3 separate regions of the Mus musculus genome follow, and regions 1 and 2 are each linked to region 3. Evidence: chromatin contacts called from public Hi-C and promoter capture Hi-C data. All regions are on one chromosome and are shown on one strand. Each heading gives the region's core, a stretch centred on a gene start, on an enhancer-like site or on the middle of the called end of the contact. The rest is flanking DNA. Distances are from core to core; before and after follow the strand shown.

Region 1 (3,436 bases), core at 443-2,942, 770 kb after region 3:
ATATCATTTGAAAGGTTTCTCTTTTGAATTCTGGCCATTATGTAAATAGCTTTGTGCCACTGACTTATAATAAGCTAAATTACCACAGACCAAACAACAACAACAAAACAGGGGCAACCATCCATGGACTGAAAGCTCCAATACTATGAGTCCAAGCAAGCCTGTCTTTTTCACAAGTTGATCATTGTATAGAATCTGGGTAACAGAGATGAGCAGCTGATGTTGCTTTTGTCTACCATCTAGACTTTTGTTGTAAAATTCATTGTCTGAAACTCAGATGCAACTATATCAAATGGGAATGCTGATAGAAAACCAGTCTCAGCCTTACATTGGTGATACTAACTTTGAATCTGTGTGTTATCAGAAACACTATGTGACTATATGTGTACATTGGCATGTGAGAAGCACCACTTTTAGAATTTCAAGACCATCAAGGCTAAAAACCTTTTAAAATTTCAAATACAGAAAGCAAGACTGAGAGACATCATATGAGGTCGAGTATCCTAATCCTCAAACCAGCATTCTTTTTACTACAATGGAGTCTCAAATCTCAGTTAGCTTAGACATTCTTGTTTGTAGAAGATAGAGGAAAATCAGAGAGCTCCTGTTTTAGAAAAAAATGCCATCTCTGGGAGAAGAGGCAGATTCTTCTTCTATTAGTCACCCCTTGTCCCTACTCAGGACAAAATTAGCTATGTAGGTTAGGAATTTTCAGTTTATTCTCAGAGATAATGTCAGATGACCCCAAAGTATATGAATGTATGTATGTATTCATGTATGTATGTATGAATATTTGTATGCATGTATGTATTTATATTCAAAATACACATGTATATCACTAAATTCTACTCATTATTCTAATCCAATTCTGCTGTTTTCCTCCAAAGGTTTTCAGCCTTTGAGACTTGATTCTTAATTCCTGTTCATGCACTGCTCAGGCCAGATGAGGTTCCAGAGTTTTCTCAAGGCACATTGTTTGGTTCTCTCCTCTACACCTTGTCTCAAGCTTCCATTTCTTCCTATTTACAATGTGTTCCAGGACATCCCCCACTTCTGTCTGTCAAGTGAGACTTTAAGAAAGTGTCATTGTTGGAAGAGCATATATATATAGTGTCTGTATGTGTGTACCATAATAGGTATGTGTAGCAAGAGACCCAGAGACCCAACCGAAGTCAAAGGATGGCTTAAATTCAGAGTGAAGTATAGGATTCAGTTTTTCTTCATTTTTAGTAGTCTTTCCCAAGCTTCATATTTTCTGTTAAAACTCTTAAACTTCTGAAGGTATTAATATAAAAATGCAAAGCCAGAGCCAGAAAGTAGCTTCTCCTCGTGTCTGAGAATCCTTACTTTTTCAACTTTTGGCTTTCTCTGGAACCCCAAGCCTGCTAAATCATGTACATGAACTTTAAAAACTTAAAAAAAAAAAAAAAAGCTGCATTTTGCTAGCTGCCTCCTCCCTTCCTCCCCACAGATTAGGCTAGATCTAACTTTGGGCCCTTCCCTCCCTAGACCCAGCTTCAGTTCCTGGAGCTTTAGTAACTATTGCCAGACTTGTGACTTGGCCGGTGTTTACCCGCCAGACTCACACTGTCCTTTCAGGGGCGGGGTTTATTTGCATAACCACTCCCAGACTTATAAAATGGTCCAATAGCTGTCCTGCATTCCTTACAGGGGAGGGGACGGGGATAGGCATAACATGAAAGAAATAGAGGATGGATTTGATCTGTTGTTGCTACACGTGGAAGTGAAATGACTCCAGCAGAACCTTGGTTGCAACGGATTCCACCTATTGTGAGAGCGGTATGCCATCTGGGGGCTGAGGGGCGGCTGTTGGGCTGGGTGTCTGCTCTGTACTCGAATGCTTTTGTTCAAAGAATCCCATTGTAAGATCCATCCATTTGATCTTGACAGAGTAAGTGTGGGAACATCCTTCGTGTGGTAAATCACTTGGAACCTGTGGCACCTAGGGACGGAAATAGAGGACCAGAGAACTATATCAGATGTCCCTCTAAGAGTGCTACAAAGTCAGCATGACTTGTGGGGGGAGAAGGGATTCTGTGGCTCTCAGTCATTCTATCCGTTTGTGCCCTGACAGCATTCTCCTAGATGTCAGAAACGCTGTTATCCCTACAGCTTTGAGTAGTCAGTTCCTGCCTGTGCAGGTTCGAACTGGGGCCAGATGGCCGCTGGGAATATGCCCGGACTTGTCCAACAACCCTGTGCATCTGGGATCCAGAGATAAGGAAGAGAAGGAGCCTGGGAGTTAGCTCTTGGAGAGGAGGAGGGAACAGATTGGACAAGCAGAGCATCCTGTGGAAAGCTGAACTAGCCCACCCACGTGGTGCCTGGGCAAGTCCGGGCCTGTGTAAAAAGCAATTTGGCACTGTGTATGGGGGCTTTCAGTCCAGCCTCGTCACCAGTGCGACTGAGTTTCATTTGATCACTTGCTGCTGGAAGCCGAGCCCGGGACAGTGATATTTTGATCCGGCCTCACCCCAAACACTGGCCAAGGCCCAGACAGCTGCAAGAACTGGCAGGGTGAAAGGAGAAGGGACCTGCCAGAGACTAGGCTGGGAAAACAGGCTGTAAGATCTCATTTTGACAGGTTTTGGCAGCGCTGGCCAATTTCATCTAGGGCAGTAAGAGGTAGTAAATTGTGGAACTCGCTGTCCAGGTAAAGTTTCTGTCCCCCTTGACTCACCATACCTTTCATCCAACCTATGATGCATACTGAATATTTGCCCTCTATCACCAAGTTTGAAGTACTAAGCCATATAGAGGCTGTTCTCCCTGGAGCCTTAAGAGACTCATCCTGAGTGTAGGACGACAACCAATACTGCACAAGATGAGCTTTAAACATACAAGCAAAACTCTCTGAAGTTGTCATTGTAAGGACCATATCAACTAGAGCTAGAGAAAGACAGATATGGGTTTGCTTGTTTTTGTCTGTTTGCTTGCTTGTTTGTATGTTTTTGGACACCTTTTGAGTGTTTGATTTTTCACCAGAGGTACTGAGGGAAGATTTGTCTCAGGTTTCTTTGGGACCTGATACAATCCCATGTAGATAAGGCTGGATTGAATGATACTTATTAGCTGAGGAGGATTTTAATTTCCGACCTCCCTGCCTCTAACTCCTAATGCTTTACATATAGGTCTGTGTTCATTATGCCCAGCTGACTGTGGTTCAATCCTAACACCTTTGCCTGCTAGAGAGCAAAAGTATTTCTATTCAGATCTCATTCCACCATATAGTGACTGTGTGACCTTGGAGAAAAGGAATATTTCTCCCTCTCTGAGCTTCATTTTACTACAAGCAGCAGTTGAGTTAATAATAGTACCAACATCATCGAGTTATTGTGAGAATGAACTGAAATAATCCATGTAAAATACTTGAACACGCTTAGCACAGTGCAAAATAAGCACTCAATAAATGTTA
Region 2 (3,113 bases), core at 201-2,700, 790 kb before region 3:
TCCTTTACAGTTTCATTCCTGGTGCCTAAAAGACTGCCTGGAACACTCTAGATGCTCGAGAAATATTTTTGCTGAAGAGATGAACAAATAGAGCTAGTAAGCAGAAGAGCTGGGACTTGAACCAAGTTCCCTTGCCTCTCAGTTCAGTTCTCTGTTACGCTGCCAATTTAAAACAAAAGAAATGAAAGCAGTTACTGAGCAAACAGTATATAAGCAAATACTGTTTGGGAAGAAGAACGACAGGGCGTAACAACGACTTCCTTATACTCCTCCACTCATGACTGTATTAGGCACTTCATAGAAGTTATGCCATTTTAAAGGCAGGTACCTTCTTTTCAGTTTAAGAGTCAAAAACACCCTTCACTGAAACGAAATGCTCAAACTCACAAAAGCTTCAGTGCGAATGCACTCTAGCTCACATGGGGTTAACTGTGAAGCCAGTGTTCTTAAAGCAGTATTGGTGGCTCTTAGTGACATATGTGTCATGAAGGGGATAGCAAGCACCTGCAAATAATAATTAGCTGCTTTGAGTCACCCACCGGGCAAGTAAAGGTTCCGGTTACAACCAATAAAACGACAACGTCCTGTGAGAAGCAGTTTCATTACTTGTGTAGTACTTCACAATGACTGGTGACAAGTCGTGATAAATGACAGCGATAGAGGATACTTCAGAAACCACTCCAAGCTCGGCATTTAACTCACTGTCAAAGAACCCCTAGAGTGTGGACAGACAGCGGAGAGTCTCAGAAAGGCACAGAAGGCCAGCGAATGGAAGGGAGATGCAGCTAACTCAAAGACCAGGTGTAGTGTCAGCTGGTTGTAGACGCCAAGGGCCTGCAAAGCCAAGAAGCTCTGGCTCTCTGATCCCGAAGCCTTCCCGACTCGCTTCCCGGGAGCTCTGCCTCGCCCTCAGTCCCTTCTGCCACTGTCCTCTTAACTCACCAGGGGCTTGGATGCCGCTGCCTCCTGTTCTCCCGGAGAGTCCTCCGCTTCCGCCATCTTGATAAACCTCCAACTGCTCCCCTCCCATGCGTCTCTGCGAAACCTGAGACGTGGAGACCGGGGCTGGTCAGCGCGCGGTCGCGTTAAGACGGCGTCACCGCCGGCGCCTGAGGCTGGCTGCTGCGGCGCCCAGCCGAGTTCCGGTGCTCCGGTAGCCTCCGAGGCTCGAGCGCGAGCCTATTTGCTCACTGTTTGGGGACGCAGTTTCGCTAGGGGGCGCTCCGCCTTCCACGCCCACTGAGAGTGCAGGCTAGAAGCGCCGGCTCGCCCAGCGGTGCCCCAGGCTCCAGCAAACTCCCAGCCGAACCCAATGGAGCCCAGTGATGCTCAGCTGAACCCAATCGAGCCCCGTGATGCTCAGCCGAACCCAATCGAGCCCAGAGGCCCCAGCCAAACTTAGCCGAGCCAAGTGGCATTCAGCCGAACCTAGCTGAACTTAGCCGAACTTAGCGGAACCTAGCGGTACACAGCCAAACACAATCGAGTCCAGAGGCTCCCAGCCAAACCTAGCAGAGCCCAGAGGTGCACAGCCGAACCTAGCCGGACACAGCAGAGCCCGGCAACGCACAGCGGAATACAATGGCGCTCAGAGGCGCCCAGCCGAACCTAGTAGGCACACAACCAAACCTAGCCGAATGAAGCCGAGCCCAATGGAGCCCAGAGGCTCCTGCTAAACTTAGCGGAGCCCAGTAGCGTTCAGCCAAGCCCAGCAATGCACAGCCGAACTTAGCCGAACCCAGCGGTGCACAGCCAAACACAATCGAGCCCAGAGGCTTCCAGCCGAACGTAGCAGAACCCAGAGGTGCACAGCCGAACCTAGCCGAACACAGCCGAGCCCAGCAGCGCACTACCGAACCTAGTCGGCTCACAGCCGAACGCAGCCGAGCCCAGCCGCTCACCACCGAACCTAGTCTGATCACAGCCTGACACAGCCGAACGCAGCCGAGCCCAGAGGCGAACAGCCGAAGCTAGTCGGTGCAAAGCCGAACGCAGCCGAGCCCAGCCGTGCACCACCGAACCTAGTCGGATCACAGCCGAGTGTAGCCGAACGTAGCCGAGCCCAGCGGGCACCGCCGAACCTAGTCGGATCACAGCCGAATGCAGCCGAGCCCAGCAGCGCACAGCTGAACCTATCTGAACGCAGCCAGCGGTGGCCTGCGGCACAGAGCCACACCTAGCCGAGCCCAGACAAACGAAGTCGAACGCATCGGCGTTCAGCCAAGCGCTGCCGAGACCAATGGCGCCCAGTCGATCCCAACCGAACCTAACCGCACCCAGCTGAGAGTAGGCTATCCCACCACCAGCGCCACTGCGGAGCAAAGCGGAGCACTGTGGATCCAAAACGCGCCCAACTAGGACCATCTGAAAGCAGCTGAGACTAGCAGCGCTTGACAGAACCAGTTCACCAGAAGTGGCTCTGAAGTGCCATTCCTCGTGTCCCCAAGAAAAAGGCCTCCGACTTCAAGTTGAAGAACCTGATCCCCTTGTCTACTGCCGTCCTTGCCTTACTAGTTCCCTGAGCTTCATAGCCAGCTTCCATCTCCTTCAAATCCTCAAACCTTTGTATTGTCTCCCCACAGGTCCTGCACAATTATTCTCTCTTTCATCTCCTATCAAGTGGGAGAGCTTCACTCCACTAACTTCCCAAAACCACTACAACTTTGAAGTTGCTAAGCTACTTGGTGGCAAGTACTGAAAATGTCCTTGATCAGTAGAGGCTCCTGGGGTGGGTAGTAGGCGGGGAATGGGTAGGAGTCAGCTACTGTAACCAAAAAAAAAAAAAAAAAAAAAAAGAAAGAAAGAAAAAGAAAAAAAAGAAAAAGTTAAAACAAACAAACAACAACAAAAAAACCACCCCTGCCGGGACCAACTTTCACCCCTACCTCATCCTGGCAAACAATCAAGATGTTTCTGACTCCTGGTTGCTCTGACTCACCTCTTACCCAAGGCTCCAGTGAGGTCAAACAAGAGAGCCATTGTTGGCATCATCAACATTCTCCCTATGCAGTAAAATGCACTGCTTTATATATTTGGATAGGTAATTCAGAAAGGAACCCAGGGAATAGATGGGAGGAGGAGATACGTGGACTGTGGAAAGCCAGACTTCCCAG
Region 3 (3,290 bases), core at 464-2,963:
TGGCACTGTCAGATATGGTTGAATTGCCCCCTAGGTAACTATCCTTGGAGGAAGAGGGAGCCCCCGTGGCCTCCCTGGCTCTTGCGCTGCTGCCTTCGGAGATTACCTCCTGCTGCTGTTGGTGCTGTTGGTGCTGCTGTTGGTGCTGCTGCTGTTGTTGCTGCTGCTGAAGAAGTTGCATGGTGCCGGCCTCGTTCAAAATGTCTTTAATGTCGGCGGAGCAGCTGCTTAAGCCTGGGAAAGTGGGGCCCAGCAGGGACAACGTGGATGGGGCAGCTGAGTCATCCTGATCTGGAGGAGCTGGTGGCTGCTGCGGCAGCCCCTTGCCAGGAGCGGTGGCCGCCCCAGGCTCGGGGAGGCAGCTGCTCTCAGGGTGGCCCTCGGAGGCTGCCTGCTGCTGTGAAGGCTGCTGTTCCTCCTCCAGGGCCAGGTAGCCTGTGGGGCCTCTGATGTGGGCTTGAGGAGAACCATCCTCAGTGTGCTGCTGCCGCCGCCGCCGCCGGGGGCTAGTCTCCTGCCTCTGCTGTAAACAGGCGCCGGGAGGTGCTATGTTAGCGGCCTCAGGGTGCCTGGGGCCCGGGTTCTGGATCGCTTCGCGCACGCTCTGGAACAGATTCTGGAACGCTCCTCGATAGGTCTTGGATGGGGGCCGTGGGTAGACCCTTCCCAGCCCTAACTGCACCTCCATCCTTGAGCTTGTCTGTAGCTTCCACCGAATTCCCTTATCCTGCCTCCTCGTCTCTTGCTCTGAAGAGTTCTCCTGACTGATGATGTAGTATCTGCAGCTAGCTGCCCACCTGCGGGAAGCTCCGGGGAAGAAAACTTGCAGGAGGGGGGGTGGGTGGGGGGAGTGCCCAGATAACCTCAAAGTCTCCAGTAAAGGAAGGCACGCGCAAGACAGGATCTGCCCTGCTACTTACACAGTTTGTCTCTAAATACTTGAAGAACAGATTAAAAGATGCTCAAACCTTGACGGGAGGGAAAAGGGGAAATCCTCTGCCTTCCAAATTCAAAGTCCACTGAAGCAGGTGCAAATAAGAACTGGGCTATTTTCTTTTTGTTTTCTTTTAGCTTTTGTTTTGCTTTCGACTACTGAAACCCTAGCTGCCTTTTCATCTTTTCATTTCTAACACCACACACAGGGTGAGGGGCGGGCAGGAGGAGGTGCAGGGGCGAGAACCTGGAACCAGGGACTCTCCTGGGCGTGCTGTTGCTCCTCAGTCTCTGGGCTCCCAAAAGCCTTCCTTGCAATGTGCAACAAGCTCCCCTACTCTCAGCCAAAGGGAGTTTACCTCTGTGCAAACTGGCTGGCAGAGCTGGGGGTGTAGGGGAGAGGGTTGGCCAGAAAGCCTGCCTAGTCAGCTCCTGGAGAGGGGACCCAGGAGGGGGTAAGGGTAGAGGGGAAGAGGACAAAGGCAGCCGTAGTCCTACCGGACACTTTCCTTGCTTCCTCTGAGTCTCCCGCAGCTTTTAGAAACTTCACCGAAGAGGAAAGGGCAGCTCCTGGGCGGCGGCTTCGAAGCCGCCGCTCTGCAACAGGCGTTGGCTGTCGCTGGGCTGGGGCTGGCGTGGTGCGTCCCTTAAGCTTCTGTATGGCACTGGAGTGGCTAGCTCAGTCTTTTCCCCTCTGATGCCCTCTCAGCCTCCAGGTTTGCTCCGGACCCTCTGGTTCTCCCAGCAGGCTGGCTCCTAGGGATCTCCGAGGGGGCGCTGGGAGGTGGAAAGCAAATGCAACAGTTTGTGAGTCGGTCCCGCCCCCGCAGGCCGGCCTCTCTGCCTTCCCACCTCCTTTCTCTCTCCCCTCCCCTCCCCTCCCCTTTCCTTTTCTCCCCTCCCCTCACCGCAAGCTAGCGCAGAGTGGCTTTAGAGAACGTAGTGCTGGCGTAGTATGGTTGAAGGCTGGAATGACTCACTGTAGCCTTTGAAGACCCCTCTTCCCTAAATACCACTTGTTTTTCGGAACCGGGCTTTAGGCTCCAAAGCAGAAGCGATTTTTAACAGACAAGTCTACCGGCTCCCCAGGAGGTTAGCACAGGCAGAATTTCATTCCTGAACCCAATCCCAAAACAGACTCTTGGAGGTTGGAGGAGGAAGAGGCATTAGAAGTACCAGCTACCAATTGCTCTTAGGTATTCCCTCCCCGCTCCCCCCAGGGCCCACCAGGACAAGCAGAAGGGAGAGTCTCCTGACATTAAAGAACAAGCTGCAGTCAAAGCAACTCTTGCTGAAACCTTTGAGATCCTCCTGTAGGATAGCTGGGAATTCCTGACACCAAGCCATTTGATCTGGGAATTCTGGGCCCAAGAAGCCCATGGTGGTCATTTCTACCTTATTCCCAGCCCTTCTTTCTGTTGGGAATTACCTGTAATTTATACGTTTTATTTCTTCAGACATGCACAGGCAAAAATCATCCAGAAAAGTGGGCAAACACAAATGTCAAAAACACTTGTCATGCATACACGAACCTTTGATTTTGTCCAAAGCGTTGTTTGTATAGAATCCTTTAGATGTCTAAATTGTTTGCACTTGAAAACCCTTACCTTTGGTAGAGGAATCACAGAGGGATGATCTTTCTTTTGATGGACAAGTAAGAGTGAATGAAGATGATGTAGGATACTCCCAACTGTAGGGACAAGTATGCAATAGAAAGATGGAGACTAGACCTATACAGAAAATGTCCTTAGAGAAAGGTTGTAGACCCCATCACTTGTAAATGGCTTTAACCTCTGGATCTGTCCCAGCAGGCACATGAGTGCATTTGTTTTGTGAGACTCACGGTGTTCTTATTTGTTTTGGGGGGCATTGTTTTATCTTTCTTTCGAGACAGGGATTTCTTTTGTACCCCAATGATCCTTCTGATTCAGCTTTTCAAATACTGGCGTTGGTGGAGTATGCAATCACACTAGCTATTTCCACATTTACAGGCTTCTACAGTTGGGGGGGGGTGCTTTATCCATTGTACTGAGAGTTTACCTTTATTGAAGGAGTTAACTGAAACCTCAAGGGGGAAAAGAAGTATGCATGATCAACTCTGCTTCACAGATAAAGAAGGGAAGCAAGGACATTGTTGTATTTCCCATATTAGCAGAACATAAACTTTCCAGGTTTTTTTTTTTTTTTTTCTACACTAGCTGTACACTCATCAGATCCACAACTCTTGGAAAACAGCATAAAGTAAACTTTTCTAACAAAATGACCTGAGAGTGCTTCCTCCTTCCCAGGTGAAAAATTATCTGCTGTGAGTAAGGCAGTTGAGGCCTTATTGTGCATTTGTTATTGCTTTTTTCTTA

What was found. Promoter capture Hi-C pulls out the DNA fragments that hold promoters and counts their contacts. Hi-C and Micro-C count contacts between places; a contact is called where the count stands out from the background.
Region 1: a contact with region 3 is called in a Hi-C map of uterus, with 6 times the contacts expected there. The contact joins the promoter of Eda2r here to the promoter of Ar in region 3. A contact is called at or near these places in 3 of 484 Hi-C or Micro-C datasets (adipose-derived mesenchymal stem cells and uterus) and 1 of 115 datasets of contacts at active chromatin or transcription factors (fibro-adipogenic progenitors).
Region 2: a promoter capture Hi-C map of liver shows a contact between it and region 3, with 4 times the contacts expected there. The contact joins the promoter of Yipf6 here to the promoter of Ar in region 3. A contact is called at or near these places in 4 of 39 promoter capture datasets (hippocampal neurons, liver and stem cell-derived epiblast-like cells), 3 of 484 Hi-C or Micro-C datasets (embryonic stem cells and uterus), 1 of 115 datasets of contacts at active chromatin or transcription factors (embryonic stem cells) and 1 of 9 other capture datasets (embryonic stem cells).

Annotation. Positions count from the first base shown.
Region 1 is chrX:97,375,465-97,378,900 of GRCm38.p6, reverse strand. Eda2r (ectodysplasin A2 receptor) reads left to right here and starts at 1,692. Exons shown (of 7, transcript NM_001161433.1): 1 at 1,692-1,800.
Region 2 is chrX:98,936,118-98,939,230 of GRCm38.p6, reverse strand. It overlaps Yipf6 (Yip1 domain family, member 6), which reads right to left and starts at 1,450. Exons shown (of 7, transcript NM_207633.2): 1 at 943-1,450. The coding sequence starts at 999.
Region 3 is chrX:98,147,180-98,150,469 of GRCm38.p6, reverse strand. Ar (androgen receptor) reads right to left here and starts at 1,713. Exons shown (of 8, transcript NM_013476.4): 1 at 1-1,713. The coding sequence starts at 688.